Regions from separate parts of the Gossypium hirsutum genome. Here region 2 is linked to region 1. A link is a contact called in public Hi-C data. All regions are on one chromosome and are shown on one strand. Each heading gives the region's core, a stretch centred on a gene start, on an enhancer-like site or on the middle of the called end of the contact. The rest is flanking DNA. Distances are from core to core; before and after follow the strand shown.

Region 1 (7,518 bases), core at 1,851-4,350:
GATTAGTTGATCAGATAGAAAATTGGAATACTAATTTGGAGAAGGGTATTGAATCGATTGATGCAAGAACTAATACTGAGTGAACAAAAAATGATTCATCTGGATTTCTAATATTCTTTTTATTTTTATAATTTATTTAATTAAATCAATTAGAGTAATTAACTTAAAAAACTAATAATTTGATCAATTCAATCACCGATCTAATTTTAAAAACTTTACTTTTGCCTTTAAAAAATTTTAAATTTATTTTGTCCACTTAACATAAATTCACGCCCCTAATTAAGCACATATGCAAAATATAAGACATTTCTTTTACTAATCAATTGAAATATCCTTACAAGATGAGAGATGAAAGAGGCGTTCTCATTGTAAACCTAGTGAGGTAGATAACCATTTTCTGTTTTCACTTCTGTATAAATTCTATTTTAAGATAATTAAACATATATCACATGGGTAAATCAGGATGACTCGACTGCGTTGCACATCCCTGGATTCCTAACGCACCACAGTGGTTGAATTGGTTCAGCCTTGACCCCTCTACTTACCATCCTATACCTCCACTCGTTCAACCTATCGGTTGCCTCGGCAGACCTTTTTTTCCCAGACTCATCGCGGTTCCCCGACCACAATGTCTCGGCCATTGCTGAAGTTCTTGGCCAAATCCTTGCATCCAAAACTGTAGGATCAGCTTGTTCCGACCACAATGCCACCTCTCCACCAAGCACCAATTTGGCTTCATCTTCACTCAAACCATAAGTTATGTCATAGTCATAAATAGTTTGCCATGTTTTAAATGGTCCACACCAAGACCCCCCATTTAAAGATTCGCCCCCTGCTTGCTGATCATATTGGCTATCATTCCCTAGAAAATCTCCATGGCCACAGTCCAAATAATAGAATTCTGAAGATGATACGATCGCCCGGTATCCGGCTTCAACGATCCTTTTGGTGTTGTTTGTACCATTGTTCCATGTTTGCAAAATGGTATGCTCCTTTGGAAGAAATGAGGAGTCTACTTTCACAATACCATCTAATAAAACATCCTCCCAATAGACCACGGTACGATTGAGGGAAAGAATGTAAGGCAAAGTAAAGTTAACAAAGGTTTCCAGGAGCTGGCTGAGGGTTCCACCATTGGCAATGAAAGATTGAATGGTTGGATCAGCTTTCCAACATCCAGGAACTATCTCATCAGCTCCACCATGGTAGAATGTTTCAGGGAATAAGATAGATACATCACGGATTACGTTCTTGAGAACTTGGTAGGTTTTGGGGTTCAAGGGGTTTAAGTGGCCAGTTCCTGGCTCAGATGCAAGCCTATCACCCCAATCACTTCCGGCTGGCAACCAGAACATGTTTGCACATGCAACTATATCCGGATAGGCTTCTGCCCATGAACCTGTATGCCCTGCAATTACAAAGTAAAAAGCTTTTTTATGCGCACTTGATTTTAGTGTAGGGGAAAAAGAAAAGGGTGCTCTGTTTCTTAACATTAGACTTTAACCAATCTTAAAATAATGTTTAGATAAAACCAACATTGGAATGTTTTAACACACTTGATATGGAAAGGAATCATGGTTTCTTAAATAAAGCTTTCCCGTATTGGTTTGTCTCTTAGTGACATGTGTAAAGTATGGTGGGTCATGTCCATGTGCATGTTTTCTAGTGAGGGACCACGAACGGTTACAATTGAATGCGGTAGATATAGTGGGATAAAGCCAATGGGGGTAAAAATATAGGCCACTCTACTCAAAAAATACATTAGATCAAGTTTTTTTTTGTCAACATTTTATTTATTTCTATAATTAAAAATTAATATAATTGACAAAATAATTATATAGTGACATATATAAGCTAATTTATTTATTTTTTATTAGATGAGCAAAATATAATATGACATTTAATACAAAGGCCTCTATAATACTTTTATTAAGTGAATTGTATAAATTTCAAAACTATACAGTTAATAAATGACGCGTATCATTAATAATTGATGACAACATATCAAAGGACCCTCTTGATATATATGTCAAGAGCTGCAATAATGACTATCATGAATGGTGGGGAAATTCCAGAAATTTACTTATAAAAAGCTTACCTGGTGAATCGATTTCCGGTAGGACTCTGACCCCATGTTCCAACCCAAACTGAACAATCTTAGCCACATCTGAGGGAGAATATATCATGTCAGGTCCATAAGCTCCCTTGGCTGCAAGCTCAGGCTCCGAAGGCACCATCAGAGGAAATGAATGCGAATCAGTAACATGCCAATGGAATACATTAAGCTTGTTAGCACTCATTGCTTCAATAGTCCTTAATATGTCCTCAACCCCATAATAATTCCTTGATGTATCCAACATGACTCCCCTGTGTGCAAACAAGGGAGCATCCCAGATATACAAGCCAACGGGGACAACCGATGGATTGCCCCATACCAACTGCGAAAACGTCTCTAAACCCCTCATCGCACCCCATGCGGTTTCGGCTGTCAAATAGGCTGTTTCACCTACTTCAGAAATGGAGAGGGAGTAGGTCTCATTGACCCCATGTTGAAGGGATGCTGCGAGATCTGATATATCGATGGAAAGAGTTTGCAGAGGAGGGGATGAGGTGGAAACGTTTACGGAAGGGGTGATAAGGGGATGGTGGTGCTCGGTCCGGCTGAGGCGGAGGTAACGGCTGATAGCCGGTTGGAGGTTTTGATGGTAAGGAGAATTGATGGTGAAGTTTGTAGAAAGGGATCTGGCAAGTGGTTTTGGCCATGAAACCAGCCTTGGTTTAGGCCAAACATTCACTGCAGATTGTAGGGATAAGGTTGGTGGTAGAAAAGGTAATGTTAGGCAGATTATGGTGGCAAGTAATGAGATGGGAGGAACAGAAACTTGGAACATTGACCTTTTTCCTCCACAAATTCTCATTTCAATTGGTTCTTTTCCCCCCTTTAAGGTTTTGTGGTTGAGAGTTAAAGGACCGTTCAATGCACTGGTATGCTGTGCAAATCACTCTTCTTTATAGCACTGTTACTCTGTTTCCTTTCCGTTTGGAATTTTTTATTTGACTTTTCTATGCCAAAGACTTCACTTTTCTATTGTCTCTGTGTTATAGGGAAAAAAAAAGGAAAAAATGTGCAGAAGAGACATTTTTGTAAACCAAACTGTAGTCATTATCAAGCAAACTCATCGTTAAAGGTAATTTTCTCAGCCAGCATACTAATTTTGAAATCAACGAAAACCCATTTGTAATACCTCAATTTTGTTCTGAATATAGGTAAACAATATCATTTCTAAAAATTATAAAATATCACTAAACTATTTGAAAGTTTCATTGAACTTATTCGATTGTTAAAATAGTTATTGTATGACCAATTAAAAGCTCTCCTTCACCTCCTCTTTATAGTTCGGTTTTTTTTTAATGAAACAACTTTAAACATCACGAATCTACGAATTAAAATTAAAATAGTTTTTTCTTTGATCTTTAACATTAATTGTCAAATTGACTTATATCTAATGCATATTCTACTTGTCAATGGGTATTGATTCACCGTACCAATCTTCAAATCCTCACTTAGAGCTTGGTAGCTGAACTTTATTTGTTAAAAAAACTTAATAGCCTAATAAATTAAATAAAACTTTGAAATAGGTGAATGACTATAATTCAATGATTATTTTATAACATTTTAAAGTTAAGTGAACAAAACGTAAATTTATTAATAATTTAGAAACCTTAGATATAATTTACCATTTATTTTTTGGTCTAATATTCTTCTAAAACGACAATACATGAGCCCCTTAACTGTCTTCACTTAATTGCTCTAAAAACATTCGGAATTGCTTTTGGGGGTGAAACAATGTTTTTTCACCCAACCCAAAAATAATCCCACTTGACGTTTAAGGGTAAAAATACGTTAAAAAATATTTTTTTCACTCCAAACCTAAAAGTTCGGAGTTTTGATATTTTTGATTTTTTGCCTATAAAGTATAAATTATCAAAATACCTTATTTGTATTAAATATTTAAAACAGATTTAAAAATTTAGATTAATTTATATTTTATGTATTGTTGTATTAAATTCTTTAAATATCATTTATTATTATATTTAAAATATGAAAAAAAATATTTGGTGCATTGTCAGGGATAAAATGACGTAGTTATATATGTTAAAAGAAAGAGACACATAACAAATTTTTAAGTTTATTATTAGGGTACCAAGTACTCACCCTTAAAATATATATTTTTATGTATATTTATATTAAATATTATCTAATTTAATTTATTTGTAATTTCTCTAAAAGAAATATTTTAATTTTACAATACTTTTTCACATTCCGAAAATGAATTTTTCAAAATGAAATCGATACTAAGTGATTATTGCTTTTAATTCCTAACATTCAATTACTTCCTTAGCTTTCAAAGTAGTATTAATTTACCTTAAAAGGTACAATGTGGAGTAGGTTTTTTCCATGGCTAAAGTCACCAAATAGAAGCCGGTTTTGCCATTTGTCAATGATTATTGGAATCCCATGGCCGGCTCTGCTATTTTCTTTTATAAATGAGCAGGAAATTATGATCTTAACTTCCAAAATCTTCTCATTTTTAAACACACCAAACTTAACGTCTTCGCATGTCCTGCAGTGTCTTCTTGATTCCCCCAGTGGACATAGACAGCAACTGCACTTGCTCTCCTTATTTGTTTCTACCTTTGCCAATTGTCTGCAATTATATGAGGTCAACTATTTTCTAATCATTTCATCAAATAATATATTTAAAAAATTTACAACTCTTTTGATATAATAACTTATTTGGCCTTCTAACTTTATAAAAAAAATTATTTTAGTTCTTCATTTAATTTTTTTTATCTCTTTTAACTCTTAAATTTACACTATTTGTCAAATCACTCCAAAATATATATAAAAGTTAATGTTTGTTAACTTTGTTAATGTGGCATCCACGTGTATGTCGTATTAATAATTAATTAATTTTCTAAAACATTTTATAATTTTTATACTATTTTGAAAAAATTTAATTGCTAACGTACATGGCAATTCATGTGCATGTCACATCAACAAAATTAACAAATATTAATTTTTCTATCTATTTTAGATAATTTGACAGACAGTGCAAATTCAAGAGTTAAAAGAGGTAAAAAATCAAATAGAGGGCTAATATATATATATTGTAATTTGATGGAATTAAGGGAAATTTTTGATTGCAAGACACTTGAAAAAGCAAAGGACACAAGTGATAATATTATAATGGAGAAACTAAATTTGCCAAGAAAAACATAGTACAAGGGCCTTCTAAGAATTTGACCTTCCATCTATGGTATAATTTAGGTTAACCTTCCTGGATAATGAAGATCCACTAAAACAAGTAAATTAAAAGGCTCATACAATAATGAACTGTCAGTCCAATGTTACAAAACAAACTTATGGATTCATCCGATGCCAAAGTTGGGTGCTGAATCTTAGTGCATTAGTGTTTTCCTATGCTTTCGTCGCTTGTTTTGGCTGTAATACCTGTATATGGTAGAACTGCAGATTCCTGCTTGGTTTTCAACGATGAAATTATATCCTTAAAATATGCCATAGCTTTTTAAATTTTAAATTTTAAATTTTAATTTCAATTATTAATATTATTAAATTTTTGTTTGCTAAATTTATGGTTGTGATATTTTGAAATGAAAAAAAGTACTCATATAAGTAAAAAATAACATTATCATGAATCTGAATTTAACAAAAAAATTAAATAGTATTAACAGTTGGATTTATATTTTAAAATTTGAAAAGTAGATGGATAGTAAAAACACCATGGAGGTCCCTTACACTAAGAGCCAGGTTGCATTTTGCCCAATCTACATAAAAAATGAGCAAATTAATCCTTATACATTAGATCAAAGAGCAAATTGATCATTTTGTTAAAAAAATAATCCATTTTTGTTGTTAAAAAACTCGTCTCTATATATCAGCATGAGATATGTGCGGCATGCGATGTGTCACTATCTGATTATTTTGTTAGCCACACCAGTTTTTAACAATAGAGATAATTGAAGTTTTTAACAGTAGAGATGAATGAAATTTTTAACAGAAATAATTAATTTGCTTTTTGATCTAATATATAGGGACTTATTTACCCATTTTTGAGGTGAGGGCAAATATGCAATCGACTCTTAATACAAGGGTCTCTATACAAAAATAAATAGACTAAGTTTCAAATTTACAAAGAGTAGAGAACTTATGACATATTTTAACCAAATTACTTCCATGTATCTGGATTATTTGAGTTCATTAACAAAAACCCAGATTATTTATCCTAGTTTGCGAGGATTTAAATTTTTTAATATAAATAATTTTAGTTATATTCAATAAAAAGTACTTATATTTTTATATAAAATAAATAATTGAAATTACACATTTCTAATAAAAAATTATCATTAAAACTGTTTTAAATTAGGTCAAGAGTGCTCTCTCTTAGTTCTCCAAATAAACAGGTGCCGCTGTGGTTGGGGTGGAGTGGGGCGGTGACCTTTGGCCGTTATGGCAGGTGAGGAGATTTCTATTCTTGCAGACGAACTAGTTCAATTGACAGTTAAGAGTTCATTGGCCACACCAAGGGGCAAATCTTCTCTATTGTGCTCGGTGTGGACACGAAAGACTTATAATCCTGATGGGTTTCGTGTGCAAATTAAAAGTATATGGAAAACAAAAAGAAATTTTGACATTTATATGGTAGGTCAGAATCTGTTCCAGATCTCATTTGACGATGAAGATGATTTGGAGATGACCATGAATGGCAGACCTTGGTTATTTAGAAGACAGTTAATTATTTTTGAGAGGTTGACAGAGGCGATAGAAAGAAGTAAGTTAAAATTGATCTTTTCTCCTTTTTGGTTAAGAATCAGCCCGTGTCCTCCAGAACGTGGTCCAAAGGACCTGATGCATGCGATAGGATCAGCTTTTGGAGGTATTTTACATTCGGATATAAAGGGAGAAATATGCAGAATACAAATTCTATTGGATGCTAGAAAACCCTTTCGAAGAGGTATTTTTATTGTTGTAGGGGCTACAAGAAGAGTTTGACTTTCTTTTAAATACGAATCCCTACCAAATTTTTGTTTTGGCTGTGGAATAATGAGCCATATAGTAAAAGACTGTACTGATACGATTAAACAGGGGAAATTTTTAGGAGACAGAGATCTACCCTACTCAATAGCACTGAAAGCCGAGTCAAAATTAATGAGAAGAGAGAGTTTGCAACTGGGCACGATAGAGAAGAAATCCACGGAGCAATGTATATATACAGGGGAGGACGACGAAAGGACTTCTTCTCTGGATATATTAAAAGAAGTTTATGACACAAGTGCAAAGGTGAAGCTGGGGAATAAGATACATGCAGAATTAACCACTGAAAAGATTTGTGAAGAGGTAAAGGCGATAAATACGAAACAAGGAGTAGAAGCTAGAGGCACTGATACTACCTCTAGTTTTACAGAATTTATAGGCGGGGAGGATATAGTAAATAA
Region 2 (7,518 bases), core at 2,068-4,567, 150 kb before region 1:
TTCAAGGTCACTTAATTTTGATTTCATTTCCTCCATATCTTTGGCAAACTTAAGATCCTCATCAGTCTTCAATGTTTTCACCTTGTAATCCTTCACAGGCTTCAATTCCTCGGTCTCTAGAATATCCTCCATTGGCTTTGATTCCTCATCTTTCACCGGCTTTAACTCCTTGCTATTGAAAGAATTATTCTTTGGCTTCAGTTCAGTGTCTTTTATTATATTTAAATTGTCACCAAAAATATCATTCATTGGCTTCAGCTCTGCATCCGTCTTTGGCTTCAGTTCAGTGTCTTTTATTATATTTAAATTGTCACCAAATATATCATTCATGGGCTTCAGCTCTGCATCCTTCTTTGGTTTTAATTTCTCCTCATATAACATATCTTTCCTTGAATTCCACTCTGCATCCTTTGTTGGCTTCAAATCCTCAGTATTTCTCATCTTTGATTCCTCAATCGTCACAACCTGACACAGAGCTTAAATGTATAAGCTTCATTAATATACTTGAAGTTTGTTTTTAAATCTCATATTCAAACAAAAAATTCCTTTCAGATTATAAAGAATACTAATCATATAAGTTAAGAGTTGAAGTAAATCGAATTTTAAGGGCTACAAAAATAGATGACGTTGATCTAACCGTTGGAAGTGTTGCAAAAGTCTCAACTCTATCATAATCCATTCCCTGATTCATTGTCCCATTAATTGGTGATAGCACTGGCGAATCAGAAGGGCTGACAAGGGCAACCTTAAGCTTGTTCTCTTCAATATGTCTTCCACTGTCCTTGACAAACTGTCAAGCACACAATGAGCGAAAGCCACTGACTAATTAATATTATCAAATAAAGCACAAGGAGGGCAGAAAATCACTTACTGTGGCAGATGTAATGTCTTCATCAGTTGTTCCTACTGGGACAACTGTGCTTTGGATTAAGAACTTATCTCTACATATCATATCAGGAGGGGCTTCCTCCTGAGCTTGCATGGTAACTAAACGAAAAAAGAACAATGGTGAGAATATATATAGTATAGGACAGGGTAGAAATTTGACAAAGAACATCATATGAGAAATTCAGGATTGTATTTTATATGTAAGTAGCATCGTGGGACATCAAATGGCAGATTGTCCTAAAGGTGAAGATTATCAGATTATCATTCGTCAAAAGTGTTTAATATTCTTTACTTTTTGTTGCCTCACAGGATTTGCAATCTCAGCAAATTAATCATGAATTATCAAACTGAAAAGCAACTGGCTGATACAGACGAAATGCCCAGGCATTTAAAGCACATGAAAAGCTGAAAAAGTAAACCCTTATCAAATCCCAATCTTTGCCTTTCTCAGACGGCAAAATAATTGGAAAACATCTAGGGTCCCTCAGCCAAGTGACCCCATAACTTGTAATGATAACTTGATCTTAATATACTTATATCATTAGTCGTGAGCCATTATTAGATTAAAAGCCACTTAAGCTTTCACATTCATTTGTTACGTGCACATAGCATGAATCATAAAATAAATTAAGTACAGAAACTCCTTACCTGTAAAACCACAAGCTGATTTTGGCATAATGATGCCAACATTAGGCCGTACACAGTATTTCTTCGGAGATGTAGTTTTAACCTGTACAGATATCTTTGCTTCAATTACATTGGAATCCAGCATTCTAAAATATTCTATCCCACGAAATAAACCTTTCAAATTTCAATTTTTTTTTAAAGGATAAGAGCTCAGACCTTGAAAGCAACATATTGGTTAGTTTTATTTGTAAGCGTAATCGAGCAGGAGCTTTGCTTCTTCAATATAACTAACAAACAAAAAATAAATTTAAATCAGAAATAAATAAATATCGGAGATAAAGAAATTATGAATATATTAACCCCTCCAGTTTTTTCACCACAAACCCACAAAAATAAACATAAATGCTACAAAAAAGAAATGAAGCCTTAATTCTTTTTAGCATCTTTTTCACAATAAGGTTGCAGAATGAGGGCGGAAAAATATTAAAATCATTAATATTCAGATCTAATATGCTAGATTCAAAGAATAAGCACAAATTTTGCTTACTACCATATTTTAATATTTTATTTTTCAGAAAAAGAAGCGTTAAAACAAACAGGTTTAAACAACTCCTTGTTTCATCCGCGTATTTAGTGACCAAACAAAGAAAATAATTCTAAATAACAGATAATATTTTCTTATAATAGAAAAGATTAAAGAATGAAAAGTTACTTTATCTAATTTATTATAAAAATACTTTACGCAGCAAAAACAGAAGGGGCAATCAAGTAATTATGTACTCACATTCGAATTTAAGTTCCTTTGGCTCAATCTCCAAAAGTTGCGTGTTCATTTTCCTTCCTCACTTAGTCACCAAACCTTAATCTGCGCATAGTAATTATCAAACTAATCAGCAATATGATCCAAATGAAATGATGAGGCTTTCTTTTTCATTTTGCAAAATATCCGAATTTAGAATAAATATGAAGGTATAATTTTAAAAAGAAGAAGAAGGTGAAGTCGACACTAAATCGAGTTGTGACGCGCTTTGACTCGGATCAGACTCAAAACAACTCTGTTTGGATTCAAAATAAGAGATGATTCGGGTTCGAGGAGACGAAGTTTTGAAATCAAAGTAGAAAAAAAAGAGCAGAATATGTTTTAAAATTCTCAAAGCAAAATCGCAATAATGACTCGCTTCAACTCGGATCATTTTCCTTTTGATTCAGAACAACAACAACAAAATACATCACTAAGATCTCAAAGTTAAGCAGCGAAAAATTTGAGCTCAGACAAACTCAGTACTGACTCGAGTTTCAACTCAAGAGAAACGAGAATAACGTCATGGCACCGACATCTTATCATCTTCTTTTAAATACGATTATCAAAGCTCGCCAAAAAAACCAGTCAAACAACATCGTTTTCCAGGTCTCGAGTTTCCACAGAGCATGAAATTCAGAGCAAAAAGAAAAGACTAGAGAAGAAAACGACAACGTTTTTGTGGAAATCGGAAGTGGGAAAGCTTACCGGTATCAGCGAAGGAATCTGTGGCAAAGAGAAAAGAGAGAGAGGAAGGGGAAAGGGAGAGAAACGGAGAGCGGATTTATAGCGTGAAAGTGAAGAATTTAAATAGAATATAAAATTCTAGAATAAAAATATAATAATAATAAAAATAAAGAAAACAAAGCGGATAGTCCCAGAAATTGCCTGAGAGAGAGAGAGAGAGAGAGAGAGAGAGAGAGAGTTGTTTGGGGTTTGGTGGTGGGAGAGGTGAAATGGGGAGTGGCGAAGAAAAAAAAAAAGCTATGAAGTTGGGAAGTGAAAGACAAGCATAAAAAGGTAGCAAAGCTTTTAAATAGAAAACCAAAAGGCTGGAGCGTTAGTTGTACCCGCCGTTTCCTTCACTAACCCACTCCGTTTTGTTTTACTTCTTGCCTTTTGGGCCTTGCCTCGGTTTAACCTTCGATTTCCTTTCCTTATCATTTTCCTACTTTATATTGTTATTTTATTGTGTGAAATTTCTAATTTTTTTTATAATTTTTTTCTAAAATATATTTAAATTTTTGGGATTTAGACATTGTTGTAAATAAAGTTGTTAAAATCGAACTGACTAATTAGAATAAAGACTGTTTAATATATACCGACAATACATAAATATAGAGCAAAAGAAAAAAAAATAATTGACTTTGTTGAGCCAATGATTAAATCAATTTTATAATTTTTATTTTTTTAAATTATTATGATAATTTTAATAATTTATTTAATTGAAACTAAATTCATAGTAAAATTGATTGGATTAAAAATTAATGATTAAATTTATTTAACAGATACAAATAACCTCTGGTTTTTTTCAGATTTGGCGAGCTTAACCCAATTCCAAAATTCTTAGTCGAAAAAATATATTTTCTTAAAAGGTAAAAAGTGCTTTTTCTGAAATAATTAACTAATGCAATTAATAAATGCAAAAACGAACAGTTACAAAGCCAAGAAAGTAAACTAGCTGTCCACCAGCAAAAGGGCCACCAAACGGTGTACCCATAAAAAATAAAAAATAAAAAATAAAAACAACAAAATAAAAAACAATCAAAACAAAACCTAAAGACAACAGTGTCGTTCGTCTCCTCCAAACCGTTCAATCTCCATTATCGCATCAAAGACAGAGGCTAATGCTTCGCACCCCTTTTGGGGAAATAGACCTTTAAAATATCTAGCCCTCTGCTTCCAATTGAGTTCTTTCGGAAACTAAACTCACCCATTTTTTTGATTCAGTCCTTACCTTTTAAGAACAGTCACATTCGATTCCAATCCTTTAATTATTAACAATCTCTTCAACTGGTGTTGACGCCTCCTCCATTATAATAAGATTGGAAAATCCTTGTGCGCAAATAATAAATAAGGGCATAAGGGGTCGCCCTGTCTCAATCTCCTACTAGGCTTAAAATCTCCACCTTGTATCCCCTTCAAAACCGTCGAATATGTCACTGTAGTGACACATTTCATAATTAAATTTACTCAACCATTACATAAACCCATTTTTTCCATCATCTTTTCTTGACATACCCTCAGGACGATGCCAGAAAAATTTTTTAGGGGAGTCAGATGAAATTTTAATTTTTTATAATTTATATCTTTATAATTTATAAAGGATTAAATCAAATTTTTATAATTTTAGAGGGTCAAAGTGTAATTTTACCTTTACTAATTTAAAATTTTTAAAAAATTTTAAGAGCCTAAAATAAAATTTTACATTTTAGGGGGGCAGGGCCCATGCCAGCCACCCCAGCGTCGCCCCTGCATACGCCTTACTTATGTCAAGTTTTAAGCAAATGATCAAGTTATTCTTATTTTTGTCTTTTTAAATGAATGTAGGATTTTATAAGTTACTAATATATTATCTATAATGTAACAGTTTGGTTTAAACCTTAGTCGGAATAGTAGTTTCCAGACCACAAATTCGAGTTAAAAAATATTTAAATATTATTTTTTGTGCTTATGATATATGAATTAGCATGTGTGAAAGTTTCGTATGAAAATTTAATTGTTGGTATGCTCAATTTGATAAAAGGACCTAATCGCATAAAATGTAAAAGTTATCTTTTATATGTTAAAAGTGCCTATTTGATTTCGCTTATTATTTGAGAGGTCCTTATGTGGTTAATATGCCATTTACATGGTTAATGGACACTAATGGCCTTGTGTTTATTTATTTATTAGTTTTATAACAAAGGGTAAAATGGGAATTTAGTTAATATGATAATTAAAATAAAACCAAAAGCATGAAAATGGCCATTAATATCCATTTTTTGCCGAAAATTGATGAACAAAAGAAAAGAAAAAGAACACTAGGGTTCGGCTAAGGAAATCTTTGATTAAGGTATGTGTTTTAATCTGTTTTTGATAATTTTTACGTTTTTGTGATCGCTGCTTTGTGTTTTACTAAGCTCATGCCTCAATTTCTAATTTTGATGATAATTTTGAAATGTGCCATGGATGAATTCATGAGTTTTATGTTGTTAAATGATGAAATATGAAAGTTTAATGTTGGGTTAATATCTTTTGTCTTTGGATTTTTTATAATTTTGAGTAAAATGGGCTAAATTGTGAAATTTATGAATTGAAGGACTAAAATATGAAATAAATGAAATGTGTGGACTTGTATGAGTGCTATGAATATTTGGTCAAGCATGAGTATATGCATATTATGTGTATTTTGTGATTTTGTGAATTAGGGACTAAAGTGTCAAAACTTGAAAATGTAAGCGCTAGTTTGCAAATTGCCCTAAATATGTGTTTGCAGATTTATTTGAATGAACATGAAAGTGAATGAGTTAAATTTGAATTTATATAGATCGAGAATTAAAGAATACAGAATTAGATCGGGGAAAGTCGAAAGTCGTCGAGTAGCCGATTTAGTCTATCTAAATTCGTACGAGGTAAGTCAATATACAATAAACGTGTCTGAATTGAATTCTTATTATTCATATGATATTGAATTGTGATGAATGAATGTTTGAGCTAAATATTTGTTATTTGAGAAAGTATCGACAAAGTTCCGACGTCTGAAAAGTATCATACGAATCCTAGGAATAGTTAGGATACATATGTCATGACATAAGATTCTGATATGTGTTATCATGTAAGACCACATCTGGGACCTTGACATCGACTTCTGTTTTACGTGTAAGACCATGCCTAGGACATTGGCATCGTATCTGATTTCGTGTAAGACCCTGTCTGGGACAGTGGCATCAATGTTTTATTACATGTAAGACCACGTCTGGAACATTGGCATTGTATATATATATCCAATACCTTCCTAAATCTATTTACAGCATCTTTGATATAATTTTAAAAATCACATTGCACAGGCTGATTGGTCTAAATTGACTCGCATTATTTGGTGAGCTTGTCTTAGGGATTAAAATAATATTTGTTCTATTGATTTCTTGTATATCCTTACTTCATTTTAACACAACCAGACAGTATCTACAAATATCATCCCCTATATCCTGCCAATATTTTTGAAAGAAAAAAAATAGTAAAGCCATCCTTACCTGATGCTTTAAGAGTTGGCATTAATTTCACTGCTTCAAGAACTTCTTTTTTTTTTTTTTTGAAAATCAACCATCAGTTCCTCATTTAGAGCTCCAGTTATACAAGGTTGGACATTCTCGAAAATCCTATCACATTGGCCTACTGTTTTTGTCGTGAACAGTTCTTTAAAGAATTTGGAAGCAACATCAATGAGCTCAATCTCTCCTTCCATCCATCTTCCATTGACGTCGTTAATACCCCTGATTGTGTTTTTCCTCTTACGACCATTTGCCACCTTATGGAAAAAAGATGTATTTCAATCTGCCATTTTAAGCTAGTTTACCCTCGCCTTTTACTCCCAAAAAATTTCTTCTTTGTCTGCTCCAATATTTAAAGCTATATTTATATTCGTTATTTGTGCAAGTACTTCATCAATGGGATTGTCTTTGGCCAACTCCCTCAACCTAAATATAAATCTTGTTTTCTTCCTTCTCTAATTGCCTTATTCATGCTAGCCCATCTACTCAATTTCGATCTAAGTATAGATAATTTTTTGTAATATCTCCTTCACATGGTCCTCATCCTTTAATCACCTACTCCTCAAAATTCTCTTCCAACATCCAATCCGCATTAAATCGAAAAAGGAATGGTCTTGCTAGAGTGCGTCCACCAATTATTCCTATTGTGTTAAGCATAATCGGACAGTGATAAAAAATACTGTGTTGTAAGTGTTCAACTGAGTAGCCTGGAAAAAGTTCCCACCATCTTGTATTTGTCATGCTTCAGTCAAGTCTCTCTCTAATGTTATTGTTTGGCAACCCTCCCCTCTCCCATGTAAACCATTGTTCGGAGAAACCTAAGTCACTTAAGTTACAATCCATAAAACATCACAAAAAACAATCATTTGTCTCTCGTCTCTTACATGACCACCTTTCTTTTCAAACGAAAATATTATCTCGTTGAAATCTCTCATCACTACCTATGGTAAG

The links. A called contact is a pair of places that touch in the nucleus more often than the background predicts.
Region 2: a Hi-C map of hypocotyl shows a contact between it and region 1, with 2.5 times the contacts expected there. The contact joins the promoter of LOC107891989 here to the promoter of LOC107891887 in region 1. A contact is called at or near these places in 3 of 34 Hi-C or Micro-C datasets (hypocotyl and leaf).

Annotation. Positions count from the first base shown.
Region 1 is chrA11:98,672,074-98,679,591 of Gossypium_hirsutum_v2.1, reverse strand. It overlaps LOC107891887 (beta-hexosaminidase 2), which reads right to left and starts at 3,100. Exons shown (of 2, transcript XM_016816814.2): 1 at 2,099-3,100; 2 at 291-1,408. The coding sequence starts at 2,918. The coding sequence ends at 459.
Region 2 is chrA11:98,826,487-98,834,004 of Gossypium_hirsutum_v2.1, reverse strand. LOC107891989 (vesicle-associated protein 2-2) reads right to left here and starts at 3,317. Exons shown (of 9, transcript XM_016816943.2): 1 at 3,023-3,317; 2 at 2,300-2,380; 3 at 1,732-1,802; 4 at 1,537-1,618; 5 at 872-987; 6 at 638-790; 7 at 1-465. The coding sequence starts at 2,348.